Linked DNA regions of Mus musculus: all the other regions are linked to region 1. Evidence: chromatin contacts called from public Hi-C and HiChIP or PLAC-seq data. All regions are on one chromosome and are shown on one strand. The core of a region is the stretch at or near the end of the contact, and the rest is flanking DNA. Distances in the headings are between cores, read along the strand shown.

What was found. A called contact is a pair of places that touch in the nucleus more often than the background predicts. HiChIP or PLAC-seq counts read pairs in DNA pulled down with a chosen protein or histone mark.
Region 2: a FOXA1 HiChIP or PLAC-seq map of pancreatic cancer cells shows a contact between it and region 1. The contact joins the promoter of Pgm2 here to the enhancer-like site in region 1. A contact is called at or near these places in 1 of 39 promoter capture datasets (the HPC-7 cell line), 1 of 484 Hi-C or Micro-C datasets (myocytes) and 1 of 115 datasets of contacts at active chromatin or transcription factors (pancreatic cancer cells).
Region 3: a Hi-C map of liver shows a contact between it and region 1, with 9 times the contacts expected there. The contact joins two enhancer-like sites. A contact is called at or near these places in 2 of 484 Hi-C or Micro-C datasets (liver and myocytes) and 1 of 115 datasets of contacts at active chromatin or transcription factors (pancreatic cancer cells).
Region 4: a Hi-C map of liver shows a contact between it and region 1, with 4 times the contacts expected there. The contact joins two enhancer-like sites. A contact is called at or near these places in 2 of 484 Hi-C or Micro-C datasets (bone marrow-derived macrophages and liver) and 3 of 115 datasets of contacts at active chromatin or transcription factors (embryonic stem cells, large pre-B cells and microglia).
Region 5: a contact with region 1 is called in a FOXA1 HiChIP or PLAC-seq map of pancreatic cancer cells. The contact joins two enhancer-like sites. A contact is called at or near these places in 2 of 484 Hi-C or Micro-C datasets (embryonic stem cells and nephron progenitors) and 1 of 115 datasets of contacts at active chromatin or transcription factors (pancreatic cancer cells).

Annotation. Positions count from the first base shown.
Region 1 is chr5:64,343,238-64,345,835 of GRCm38.p6, reverse strand. Tbc1d1 (TBC1 domain family, member 1) reads right to left here. Exons shown (of 22, transcript NM_001310611.1): 21 at 411-584. Among named protein-coding and RNA genes, the nearest start is that of Gm43837, 33 kb to the left of the region's middle. Within about 2 kb of position 1,300, at least 168 of the 459 cell types and tissues checked have an H3K27ac peak or open chromatin away from gene starts, as enhancers often do. A contact at or near this core is called in bone marrow-derived macrophages, liver, microglia and 1 more, where this site is marked.
Region 2 is chr5:64,091,653-64,094,250 of GRCm38.p6, reverse strand. Pgm2 (phosphoglucomutase 2) reads right to left here and starts at 1,312. Exons shown (of 14, transcript NM_025700.3): 1 at 1,163-1,312. The coding sequence starts at 1,267.
Region 3 is chr5:64,579,179-64,581,776 of GRCm38.p6, reverse strand. No RefSeq gene overlaps it. Among named protein-coding and RNA genes, the nearest start is that of Gm3716, 30 kb to the left of the region's middle. Within about 2 kb of position 1,281, at least 188 of the 459 cell types and tissues checked have an H3K27ac peak or open chromatin away from gene starts, as enhancers often do. A contact at or near this core is called in liver and pancreatic cancer cells, where this site is marked.
Region 4 is chr5:64,502,384-64,504,981 of GRCm38.p6, reverse strand. Gm52815 (a long non-coding RNA gene) reads right to left here. Exons shown (of 3, transcript XR_003955927.1): 3 at 1-1,551. Among named protein-coding and RNA genes, the nearest start is that of Gm52815, 8.0 kb to the right of the region's middle. Within about 2 kb of position 1,276, at least 71 of the 459 cell types and tissues checked have an H3K27ac peak or open chromatin away from gene starts, as enhancers often do. A contact at or near this core is called in bone marrow-derived macrophages, liver and microglia, where this site is marked.
Region 5 is chr5:64,195,805-64,198,402 of GRCm38.p6, reverse strand. The region is part of intron 2 of Tbc1d1 (TBC1 domain family, member 1); the gene reads right to left. Among named protein-coding and RNA genes, the nearest start is that of Tbc1d1, 37 kb to the right of the region's middle. Within about 2 kb of position 1,297, at least 74 of the 459 cell types and tissues checked have an H3K27ac peak or open chromatin away from gene starts, as enhancers often do. A contact at or near this core is called in pancreatic cancer cells, where this site is marked.

The DNA of each region.
Region 1 (2,598 bases), core at 51-2,550:
ACTGTTCTGATTTAGTTCGTTAGATAGATTTCTAAGTTACTTCCTTCCTTCAGTATCTCTCCAAGGACCTGGCCTGTTTCCCCCCCAGGCAACAAAAGCTTAAGACTCTCTCATCATTATTCAAAGCACAATTGTTGGCAGTCAGCATCTGGGGCCAAGCTGGTCTCCTGCAAAGCTTAGTGTAGAAAGAGCCTCTCAGAAAGCTCCTGGACTGTCTGACCGTGGCAAGGACACTGTCTGCTCTGCAATAAAAGGGCTGATTCTCCTGGGACACCTCTGATCGCAACTACAAAGAGCGCGGGGTGGGAAAGGTCCTGCGGTCCTGGGAAAGCCCGGGCTGCTGGTGCCTTTGGTGAGTTAATGAGCGACTACACAGAGGCTCGGGAAGCCGCTCGGCAAATATGCTCTACCTGCAACTGCTCCAGGAGGTCAAGGTTCTGTTTGCGCAAGCTGCTGTTGGTTTTCTCCAATTTCTCCATTCTTTGGTTGTCACTGAGAGGCGAGGACTCAATAAGCTCCTCCTGGAGCACGTGGTACTCGACCTCATAGGCCTGGAGCTGCTTGGCGATGTCCATCTCAAACACCTGTTGGGTAGAGAAGCCACCAGGCTGAGTCACTGAGACAGGCCTCCCACGGGCACAGGTACCTGTGCTCACGCGCACGCGTGGAAGCACACGGAGAGGAGAAAACTCAGCTCTGACAAGGTCAATGGTTTTACACGGTGAGGACAACAAACACCTAGAGGTAATTGCAAAGGAAAAGAATAAATATAGGTTCTAACACGCTTCTACAAGGCCAAAAAGATTTAAAAAACAAAAAAACTTTTCAAGGCCTAGAGAGACAGCTCAGCAGTTAAAAGCACTGGCTGCCCTTCTCGAAGATTCAGGTATAATTCTCAGCACCCACTGGTGGCTCCTAGCTGTAACTCCAGTTCCCAGGGGAGCTGACACCCTCTTCTGGCCTTCATAGGCACCAGGCACTCAGGGGCACAGACAAGACTTTCAAAACTGTAGTTCTTAGCGGCTTTCCCTGCAAATGCTATGAAATACGCTGACTATAGGTTAAATGTGACAAAGGACTCATGTTCTGTTTGCAAGGTCACCACATTTAGTTACAATTCAGCTGGGTTTTTAAGAATTGTAAGAATGACAAAGTAATGGGACTGTTTATAGAAAAAGTCCTCTTGACCCAGATCTGCAGAAATGAGCCAATCCCAACTGTCACTCACACATGGATGAGCAGAGCCGGCTCTCTTCCTTTAACAGCAACAGTGACAACAGAGCCACACTTGTGAAACAAGCCCAAAGTGCAGACGCCACCCAGGGGGCAGTGTCTGCACTTTCTCCTGAGGAGGAAGAGCGACAGGGCTGGAGTGGGCCCAGTGTGAGTCAGCAGACTGCTGCTCACTGCAATGCCCTCTCTCCAATAAGGTAAGCCTGCAGGCTGAAGTCACCCAGCAGAGGCCTATAACAGGTACTTTCCTGATACTGCTGTGACAAAATGGTCAATGAAAGTAACAAAGAACAAAGGGTTTATTTTGGCCCAGTTCATGAGGTGGAGAGCCTGGGCGTCTGGAGCCTGAGGTGGCAGGAGACAGAGGAGTCTGGAGCCTGAGGTGTCTGGAGCCTGATGTGGCAGGAGCCTGAGGTGGCAGGAGACAGGGGTGTCTGGAGCCTGAGGTGGCAGGAGGCTAAGGTGTCTGGAGCCTGAGGTGGCAGGAGACAGGGGTGTCTGGAGTCTGAGGTGACAGGAGACAGGAGTGTCTGGAGGCTGAGGTGTCTGGAGCCTGAGGTATCTGGAGCCTGAGGTGGCAGAAGCCTGAGATGGCTGGGTACAATACACGCACAGCCAGGAAGCCTAGAGCCAAGTGTAGCAGCTCAGTTCACTGTCTCCTTTCTCCTCCCGGGAGCTGTCTCTCCTGGGATGGCACTGTCCGAATTTAGGGTAAGTTTTCTCACTTTAATTAGCCTAATCTGGAAACTGTCTTAGACCAGTCCTAAGGTGATTCTATCTTGGCAAGCTGACAGTCGAAAGCAACCATCACAACTCTCAAGGTGGTCTGGCAGTCTAGAACACTCTTCTGAGAATGGAGTTGCGGCTTCTGAAGGACAGAAGCTGTACTCTACTGCATTTCCTAACTAATGCAGCCAACACCCTTCCTAGCTGTGGGACGCCAGCTTTCCCCTAGGGTCCCCTACAGGGTTCCCTTCCCTATGAGCACTGAAGCTGTCCTACAAAGCCCTGCCACATTCCTGCCATTCCCAGTTGTCTTAAAAAAAAAAATTCAGCTTCCTAGTTTTCAGGTTAACTCCATGATTAATACTAAGTAGATTCAAAAGTTAGTCTATGCAAATACTAAGTCCCGTGCTGTCACGTCTACCTGATTTCTTTTTGTTCCTGAGAGGCTCAGTGGGCACCATTAGCATTTCCCATCCCTGGTGACAGCTCAGGCTGGGAGTCAGCTTTGCCCCTGAGGATCTGAGGGACTCAGTCTCTCTGGGCCTCAGTTCCTGGCCTCCCACACAGGGCGTAACACCTACCTCCCCGCACTGAGCTGGGGGTGAAGGGATACAGTTCACAGAGGTTCCGGTGCATGCC
Region 2 (2,598 bases), core at 63-2,562, 250 kb after region 1:
CCACAACAAAGCAAAACAAAACCTCCCATGAGGCGCTAGCACTGCCATCCTGTTTCCAGGATGGCCTGACTATTCATTTTCTAGGTGTGAGCGAGCAAAGGCCTCTGCTGAGCCTTCCAGCCTCTATCCAGTCACCAAATGTTTCAGGGACCAACTATAGACATGCAGTACGGCACTACGGTACTACGGTACTATAGACCACGGAAAGCAGCAGAGACACACAGCACCAGCTACATAATTTTCAGGGGGGGCCAGTGCACAATTAGAACGAAAGACTCCGTGTTTAACAATAGAGAATCTCAAAGTAGTGCTTTAAAATACGGCTTGGGCCCTTCCCTGAGTACAGGTTCAGTGGATCTGCGTGGGTCTCACCTCCTGAAGTCAGCCCTGGATACCGACAAATTTTAAACAAACAAGCCTGTAAGGGATTGTCTTTCAATTCCAGGAAGAGCAGGGAACCAAAGGCCTGGGCTGTCTAGAGAGAGAGTTTGAGTTGCACTTGGGAGACAGGAAAGATCCGCTAAGTTCACACAGGAAAAACGACAAGAGAAATAAAGTCAGCAGAACACCGGCAAGAGGAACATTGCGGGAAAGCAACAGGACACGCGAAAGCACAGGTCAGAGAGAACTTGTAGAGGGCAAAGGAAGTGATGTCCGGAGCTGGCCGACTGACTAAGACATTACAGGGGAAAGGCGCAGCTGGGGCCAAAGCGTTCCCTGTCACCTTCCCAGTGGAGTGTATGTTCTCTGGAAAACTCCCTGTCAGCCTGGCCCATCAGGGACCCGGTAGTATCCATGAAATCAGAAAAGGTGGTCTGGACTGTGGAGAAGTCCAGGTCCCGGGAAAGGCGGGACAGAGCGGATTCTGAATGGATGAAGATGCTCAGCCCATCACAGAACCTCAAAAACCTTCTCGTGCGTGGACTACCCCGGGTCCCAGGCCCGCTACATTCACTCTCCACCCCACTCCCCGCCCCCCAGCTCGCTCCTCTACCGGGTCTAGCAGCCGGGCGAGCCACACAGCTGTCTCCAGTCCCGCAACAGCTTATGCCGAGCAGGCACCGTGTGGCGAGGCAGGGAAGGAAAGAAGGAAGCTGGGCCCGGCTCCCTGCCGGACAAGCCACGGCGCCCGAGAACCGAAGAGCCGGAGATCGGCCCTTACCTGGTCCCAACGCAGCCACTGCGCGGTCTCCTGGTCCAGTCGCGCGTCCATACCCAAGCCACTGCCTTCCGGAGCCGGTGTCTCTGTCGGTGTCGCCGCCGCCATCCCGCAGCAGTCACAACCGGGCGGAGGAGGCCGGGTCACCCTTCTGGAGGGGCGGGGAGAGGGCGGGGAAAGAGGCGTAGTCAGAGAGCCGGAGGGAAGAGGACGTGCAGCAGCCCCGCCCGGTTCCAGACTCGCCATTAGTGGGTGTGCTTCCCGGAGGGCCAGGCAATTGGGGAGTGCTTTGTTGTTAGGAGAGCTGGAGGCTCGCCTTACTCTAGTCTCCTAGGCCCTACATACCCAGGGTCCTCCAGCAAACATCAAGTATGCATTTGGTGCCCATCACACCTGAGATGCTAGTCTGACTGCGCTGGGAAGCAGAGCACATTGGCGCAGGCCAGTAGCCACATGGCAGAGGCAGGCAGGTCTCTGTGAGTTAGAGGCCAATCTGATCTACATAGTGAACTCTAGACTAACTAGGGGTACATAGGGAGATCCTATCTCAAAATGTAAATTAAATTAGAGAATAGCAGAGGGGGAAACAAATCTTGAAAAAGAAGAGCCAAGTGGGAAATAAATCAAATAGACCAACGAGCCAGAAATGAGATAACACTTGCAAAGACAGTTTATGTCAGAAGAGCAACCGGAAGGACGAGTTGTAATTTCAAGGCACCGGGTCAACTGGATTTTCACACTAGAAAATGTAAAAAGAATGTCGACTCATCCGCCTGAGGTCGCCACACACAAACGAGAATTCCAGGTCAGCTGGGTGATGTATGTGCACACCTGGCTGGGCACGGGGAAGCACAAGCAAGAATGGTTCTGAGCCGCACATGATGCCTTCCTCGCTCCTGCAGTCCCGACTGTTGGGACTGTTGTGAGTTCAGGGCCTGGCCTACAAAGTGAGTTCCAGTTCACCGTGGGTTCCAGTGTGAGATCTCGTCTCAACAAGCAAACAAACAAACAAACAACCCTAAAACGAAAGAAAAAACAATTAAACAAAAAAAATCCAAAGCAGTTAAGAGCACGGGTTGTTCTTCCAGAGCACCTAAGTTTGATTATCAGCACTAGCATGGCTGCTCAGGATGGTCTGAAACTCCAGTTCCAGGGGATCCTGCATCCTTTTCAGACCTCCATTGTCATATATATCCATGGTGCATAGACATGTATGCAGGCAAAATACAAACATACACACACACACACACACATACACACACACAACTTTTTAAAAGGTTTCTAGCAGATTTAGTCGCAAAAAGCTCCAACCATACACATCCAGATTGCCAACAATAGAATGGATAAATATGTAGTGGTATATTCATTCTAAATCATATACATAAATGATGATCGATAAGCCATGAGTTACACAGCCCAGTGAGAATGAAGAACTGTAT
Region 3 (2,598 bases), core at 32-2,531, 240 kb before region 1:
CTTTATCCTTGACTCCTTCGATGTTTTCTCCTTCCCGCCACCCTCCACCTACTCAGGCTGCAACCATCAGCAAATTCACAGTCAACTGAGCCAAAAGGCTGAGGGGGAGACCAGAGAAGAGGCTGCAGCCGCCTCCTGGTGGGAGTGGAGCGATGGGCAGCGAGCCACAGGGCTGGGAACCAGCTTCTCTGTTCCGCTGACCTCATCTGGTCCTTCTGGTCCGAGGTTCTGGCTATGAATGTTTATCAGTGAAGACTTTGACAACTTCAGTAATAATATTTTCTAGGCTGTGCAGAGCTAGCCTGGGTATCTCATACAGAGAGACCTTTGGTTGCCCTCACCAAATAAACAGTTGCCCACAATCCCCACAAAGACAAGGGCTTAGGTTGCCTGGGTTCAAGTCTTGACTGGTGAGACCCTTGTGCCATGTCCCTGGACCATAAGCTGTGTTTGTTTCCTCCCCTGCAAAACAAGAATCCCCAGACTGTGCATTTCATAGGCAACTGGTGAAAGGTGGGCGGAGTCAACCTCTGTCAAGCGCTCAGAAGGCGCTTATCACACAGTGAGGGCTATGGAATGGAAAAATAAAATAAAAAAATAAGTAAACAAGAGAAAGAGCCTTAGGGTGTCTGGGTCCTGTGTGTTTGAAGCTACTTCTCGATCCATACAAAGCTGCAAGGAAGGGGCTGAACTTTTTTTCCTTTGTTCCTTGCTGGCTGAAGCGCACATGTCCTCTGTGGATTGGAGGAGGGTGCACAAGCCATACACATCTGTTGAGATGCCGGAGCAGCTGAAGGAACTCTTGGGGAGCCAGAGGCTATCACTGCCCTTACTAGAGATGGGGAACTGAGGCTGTAGATATGGGCCACAGCCACAGGCCTGGAAATGATGGAGCTGAGATTCCAGCTGGGCCTGTGACTCCCAAACCTGGACAGCCCCTATATTAAGCATAATACTTTTCCCAGACAAATTTTGACAAATCCTGAGGTTCACATTTACATCAATGCTCATTTTTAAAAGGGATCTATTTCTTTATTTTATTTTATTTTATTTTTTTTTTTATTTTTGGCTTTTCAAGACAGGGTTTCTTTGTGTAGCTCTGGCTGTCCTGGAATTTGCAGAGATCAGCCTGCCTCGGCCTCTGAGTGCTGGAATTAAAAACATCCACTACAACCAACCGGACTGGATTTATTTCTTCATATTCAACTTAGCAAGTCCAGAAGTTCAAGGCCAGCTCTGGCCAGCTGAAATAATGATTAACATCAGGGTTATCTTACAGGTCCAAAGTCCTCCCAGCAAACATCCTTTCTGCCCTTAGAATTTGTTGGTGGCCATCTCTGTGAAAGCCTCCCTCAAAGAGAAAAAAGAACTCTTGCCTGGTCGGAGTATTTTACTAAGGACTGCCATCACATCTGAGCAAACCACAGGCATTCAAAGAGGCGTCCCTAGTCCTATCCCTTTAAGAGAAAAGAAAGAAAGAATGACTCAGCCCCACCCTACCCCACCCTGTGCCTGCAAAGCTCTGGAGTCTGTGATGCCCAAGACAGAGCCAAGATAAGAAGAGTTGGAAACAAATTGAACTTAACAAAACAAAAAACAAGCCCTGTTGTTACCAGCTCCTAGGCACTTCTACCCTAAGTTGCAGTGTCCTAGGAAACGTGAACCAGGGTCACCTCTGGCCCCATTTGGGCCTTCTTCCTGGCCCCACCCCAAGCATAGCAACCCTGCCAGAAAACAGGCGCTGCCTCCATCAGCTCCCACCTCCCCCCTCCACGCATCTTTCCCCTTTTATATTGCTGGCTTCATAATGGTTTTCCTCCTGCTGCTGTGGGGTGAGAGGGTGTAAATGCCCCGGAGCAGCTGCGGGGAGCTCTCCAGTGCGGATCCTGTGGGTGGGGCCGGCAGTAGGCAGGAGAGACCAGGAGGGAGATTAGGTGAAACATTAGCCCTGGCCTTTTGGACACGGTCCAGTGTCTTTCAATGATTTCTTTGTGTGCTTTGGGTGCTGGGCTTGTTTGGCAGGGGACGGGCACCCATTAGAAGATTTCACAATGATTTGCCATGTTACAGTTCTAAACATGTCAACTCCTCACCGAGGTTAAATTTGTATTTTTACAGTCTCGTTAGACCTCCCCCCTCCCCCCAACACACCCTCCTCCCCCTAGGGAGCTTGAGGGAAAAGTACTCTAAGAGAATTAATCAAAATGACTAGGTAATGCTCTAAAAATAATAAATGTCGTTATGGGCTGGATCTCTTTCAAGTTCGAGTTCATTCTGTAAGCTTGGAGATCCACACGTCCAGTTGCCTGTCTTATGAGCTTTTTATTAGAAGAAAGTGGCCTGTTGTATAGAGACAGGTACTTTATGAAGACACATGGATGCTGCGACTCTCCCAACACTCAACTGTTTTTTTTTTTTTTTCAGCTAGATTCATTAAGCAATGTGACCTCGGAGGGGGCAAAGGGCAGACGCAGGAATCACTTCTTACCCTCTGTTCCTTCACCAGCCTTGCAAATTGGGATCTGCTACAGACCTGCTCAGAGCTCTGAAAGTAAGGGTGGCCAGGTCAGGGTCCAGATTCACCTCACTCACTCACAG
Region 4 (2,598 bases), core at 27-2,526, 160 kb before region 1:
AAGTTTCTGCCCTAGGACTGAGGAAGAAGACAGCAGCCTTTCTGGCCCTGAACTTCTCCAAGTAAAGTGCTTGGGGAAAGGGGACCTATGTCTCTCTTTAGAGTAGCCCAAGTATATGGTACAGTGACATGGAATCAAATAAACGCATTCTTAAGGTTGGATCTTGCCACGACTTAGGCTGTGTGTTTTGAAACCGCTTAGCCAATGACCTCCCACTGTGCATGTGCAATGGAAACCTCTGTGTGTGTGTGTGTGTGTGTGTGTGTGTGTGTGTGTGTGTGTGTGTGTGTTGACCATGCGCCTGTCAACAGGAGAAGTCAGCCTGTGGTATTGATGGGAAGAGTGAAGAGGGCAAGGCCACAGAGCTGGTTTCCTGGGAAGGCCAGCCTAGGTCAAGGTCTGAATGCCGTATTCGGTACCAGTGATGATGGGTCTGCCAGCAATCCTTCATGGTAAATTAAACAACTGGCATTTGAAAACATAAGTCAAAATAAACATTTAACCTATTTATTATGTATTTATTTTACAAATTACACTGGGTGTGTTTCCAATGCAAAAACACACACACACACACACACACACACACACACACACACTCGGGTACCCTCTTAAGTAGAGAGCACATTTTAAATTAAAATTTTATTTTAATAGGTCATTTATTTCTACAATTCAAAAGTCAAATTTTAGAACACACTGTACCTGAAAGGTCTTGCCTAAACCTCCCTCACATCATCTGATTTCTTCAGGTTCTTTTTTTCCTTCATCGATAACCATTTTTTTAAATGTTACTTGTTTATGAAATTCTTGTAGATTCAGAGCCTGACCGTAAGTTGAGTCGCACACGGTTATGTTTTGAATTGGGTCTCTTTAAGTGGTATCTGGCTGGCCTAAACAACCTGCCTCTTGCCGGGGACCCCCAGGGACCACCGAGGACCCAGGAGATGGGCTACAAGAAAGAGAACCTGAGAGTTGAAGCTGCTATAGGGGAATAGGGTGACTCCATATGTTCTTCAAGAATCCAGCCAGACGAGGCTGGTTCGTCGAGTGAGTCCTGGGATTCTTGCCTGCTACTGATGGGAGTTGCTGGCTAGCTTCACAGGGAAAAGCTGTCTCAGGGGAGCTGCAAGGAAGCCCGGGACAGGTACAGGTCAGATCACACAGATCCAGCCCTCCCACAGCTTAAGGGTTTGCTCGGAAGAAAGAACCCCATACAGAGCTGGACTCTCCAGAGGTTCTCCAGCTTGAACAAGGCCGATCAGCTGGCAGGCAGGGGTAGGCTGCAGAATCAGCTTTTTGTCTTGTTTGGACTTCTGCCAGGTCTGTTGCAACAAAGTGCAGCCAAGGGCAGAAGTTTCCCATTTTGGGGGTGATAGATGCTGGAAAGCTGAGAGTCTGTGCACGTCTGAGGCTTGAGAGTGATGATCTGTTCCAGAACTTTCTCCTTGCCTTGTACTTACTTGTCTGATTTCTGTGTCTTCACCCTTTTGTGTTTGTCTGGATTCCCAAGGCCCTGGACTAGGATCTACCCTAAGTGCTTCATTTTAACTTCACCTTTGTAAAAAGAAAACACAAAAGCACCACTTATGAACAAAGCTACATTCTTGAAACATTGTTCAAAAATTACTTATAAACAAAGCTACATTCTTGAAACATTGTTCAAAAATTTATAGAAACATCTTGCATGGAAGTGAGGATACTATTGTGGTTTGAGTGTGCCTCCCCCTCCCCCCCCCCCAATTTCATGTGCTGAGAGCTTTCCCTCCATTCATTAGTTGGGGGCATTGGGCTTGATACTAGATCATTAGGACAAGAGAGTGCTGCACTGCAGGAGTGGGTTACTAGGGCAGGAGTGCTAGACTTAGTAGAAAAACACGACTGGCCTCTTGTTCACATGGCTGTTCCCATGCAATCTCTAGCTCTTCTGCCTTTTGCCATAGAATGACCCAGAATGAAAAGCAGCCCTTGATGAAATACCTTTATCAAGGAGTCCCTGGCCTCTAGACAGTGAAAAAAAAATCTCTCTTCTTAAAAGCTGCACAGTCTGAAGAGGACAGTGGTGGTTCATGCCTTTAATTCCAGCACTCCGTAGCTAGGGAGGTAGGAAGATCTCTGAGTTTGAGGCCAGCCTGGTCTATAGGGTGAGTTCTTAGACAGCCAGGGCTTTACAGAGAAGCCCAGTCTTGGGGGGGAAAATTACCCAGTCTGTGAGGATTCTGTTAGAGCAGCACAAAATGGACCAATAGACTCTAGCCTTTACTTTTTGCTTATTGTTTTTGGGACAAAGTCTCATTTCATAGCGCTGCTGTCCTGGAATTCACTATGCAGACCACGCTGGCCTTGCGTTCACAGAGACCTACCTGCCTCTGCCTCCTAGTCGATGTTTCAAACCAGATTGGAACTGGAAGTCCTTTTACCTCTACCTCCAAAATGCTGGGTGTGCAGGCATGTACCACCATGGCTGACTCGAAAGCTATTTCTCAAGAGAACACAACTGACATCGCTGTCACCTCTTTGTACCTTTGACTGTGTCCACCTGCCTACAAAAATGCTGTCCTCACACCATTCTATCATGAAAAACCAAGCCACACCAGTCTGGGA
Region 5 (2,598 bases), core at 48-2,547, 150 kb after region 1:
TCTGGGAAAGTGGCATGCAAGCTTAGAAATGGCAAGTTAAGTTAAAGGTAGCCAAACAGGGAGGGTACTGAGCGGTCTAGGTCACAGGAACAAAGGGAATCTGGGATGCTCTAGAACTAAGAGAGGCCATGGAATGTTATAGACTAGAGAAAGAGGATGACGTGGGCCTAGGATAAGGGGATATGAGATGTAAGCAACTGGGAGAGGTAGGGCAACTGGCAAAATGAGACTCAGAAGGCCGAGAAAATCTTACTAAGTCTCCATGGCTTGTTCTCTGAAGGGCAGAGCTATGCTAGACCATAAGTGGAGAGGGCAGCAGAAGGGCACATCACCAGATCTGCGGCAATGATGGTCATGCCTGGAGCTGGCTGCCTTAGACCTGGGGAAGACAAGGGTGGAAATGTGGAGACTGTTAAGGAACTTGCCCAAAAAGTCTAGATAAGAAATACAGTGTTGGGAGCTGGAGAGAGGGATCCGGGGGTTAAGAGCATTGACTGCTCTTCCAGGAGACCAGGGTTCAATTTCTAGCACCCATGTGGCAGTTTACAACTGTCTGTAACTCTAGTTCCAGGGGACCTAACACCTCCACATAGACATATGTGCAGATAAAACACTAATGTTCAAAAAATAAAAAATTAAACTAAATTAAAAAAAAAAAGAAATACAGTGTGGGGTTAGAGTGAAGTAAGGGAACTTTCCCAGTCTTTTCTTCTGCACTATAGCAGAGGTCACAACAGAACATAAGAGAGAGGCAGCTTGGGGCCTCAGAACAAAGACTCTTGGCTATCGTCAACTCAGAGCACACAGGCCCCGGAGCAGCAACTAGAGGATCCTTGTGCTAACCACTGAGCTTCGGGGTTCATTTATTTCTGCGGCACAGTTGAGTCTATATGAGGATGAGAGGGAGAAATGTCCATGTGACAGGACCCTGGGGAAGTAGCACAGGTGACCCCCTCTTACCCTGAACTCCTCCCCACAGAAACTGCAAGTTACCCTGGGTCAGACTGCCCTCTGCTCGCCAGGTTCTGTCCTACAGAAAGGAAACCCGTCTTCTGCGCCCTCGTCTCCCTTTTCTTGATACAGACTTCCTGACCAGTTAGCAAGCAAAGAAAACATTCCTCTTCCCCCGTCCCTCTCTGCCCCGCCCTGCTGTGGCCTTTGGCTTTCTCTCTCTCTCTCTCTCTCTCTCTCTCTAGTTTCCACTCTGGTTCTTGGACACAGCTCTGGCTAGCCTTGTTCTCAGTCCTGACCTATCCCTGTGACAGGCAGCCTGGACTAGCCTCTGAACATCCTACACTAGTGTCGTCCAAACCCATCCTGACTCATCCTGTATGTCTGACCTTGCTCCTGGACAGACAGCTGCCTAGCCAGCTGACATTTCTAGATTCCAGCAGTCTGGATTCTCATCTAACCACAGGCCAGCCCTGCAGCCCCAGTACACAGAACCACAACGCATGGTGTACCCACAGCCGACATTGCCTGTCCAGTGGTTCTATCCATTGGATCCAGAGGTCAAAACCAACTGGTCTTCTGAGTGTCTTCATTTACACAGAACACATGCAGTACAGGGGGCCTTGCTGGCTTTCAGTATGCTCTGTGTGCCCCACTTGCCAGGCTTCTGAGACATTTTTGGCCCTGCGTCAAAGATCAGGACTGGTCATGTGTGGTCTGTTGAAACATAGTTTTTCAAGACTAATAAGCCTACACAGAAACTCAAAGTCAAATAATAAATTGTGTCTAAAGAGCTGGAGAGATGGCTCAACAGTTAAGAGTACATACTCTTCCTCCAGAGGTCAAGGGTTCAGTACCAAGTACCCATGTTAGGTTGGGTGACTCACAACTGCCAGTAACTCTAGCTGGGCAGGGTGGGGTAGGGTAGGGATCTGATGCCCTTTTCTGGCCTCTGAAAGTACACACATACATAAATAATAAATAACTAAACAGGTTAAAAGAAAATCCCTCAAAAGACTATGACATGTCTCTTGGCTTAGACCCAGTTCTCAGAGACTTGGCAGACCTCACAGACAAGCCACCCCAGTGAAGCATGGTAAGGCAGCCTCCCATGGTGTAATCCACACAGATGCCAAGATCATGCCAATCTTGTCTTCAGAGTGCTCACCATTCACCATGCTGGGCATGGTCACAGCTTGCTGGATGTAGGGCAGATGCCAAATACTCAGCACAGATCTTCTCTTTTGTCCTTATAGTCTATCTAATGGAATCTGTGGTGCCCTCAGTTTACTGATGGTTAAACTTACATTTTAAATGTCTTTCTAGCTGCCAAGGAACACAGCCACAGCAAGAAAGATCTGTGGGTTTTTTAGGCATCGTGGCAAGGTCTGGAATCCCAGAAGGTAGGAGGGGGAACAGGAAGATATGGAGTTCAAAGTTACCCTTACTATACAACAAGGTCAAGGATAGCCAGAGTTACAAGAGTCCTTGTCTTACATAAACACACCACACACACACATACACCACACACACAAACACACACCACACACATACACACACACACTCCACATACACACAAGCACACACAAACACACACACACACCACACATACAAACACACACCACACACACCCATACTCCACATACA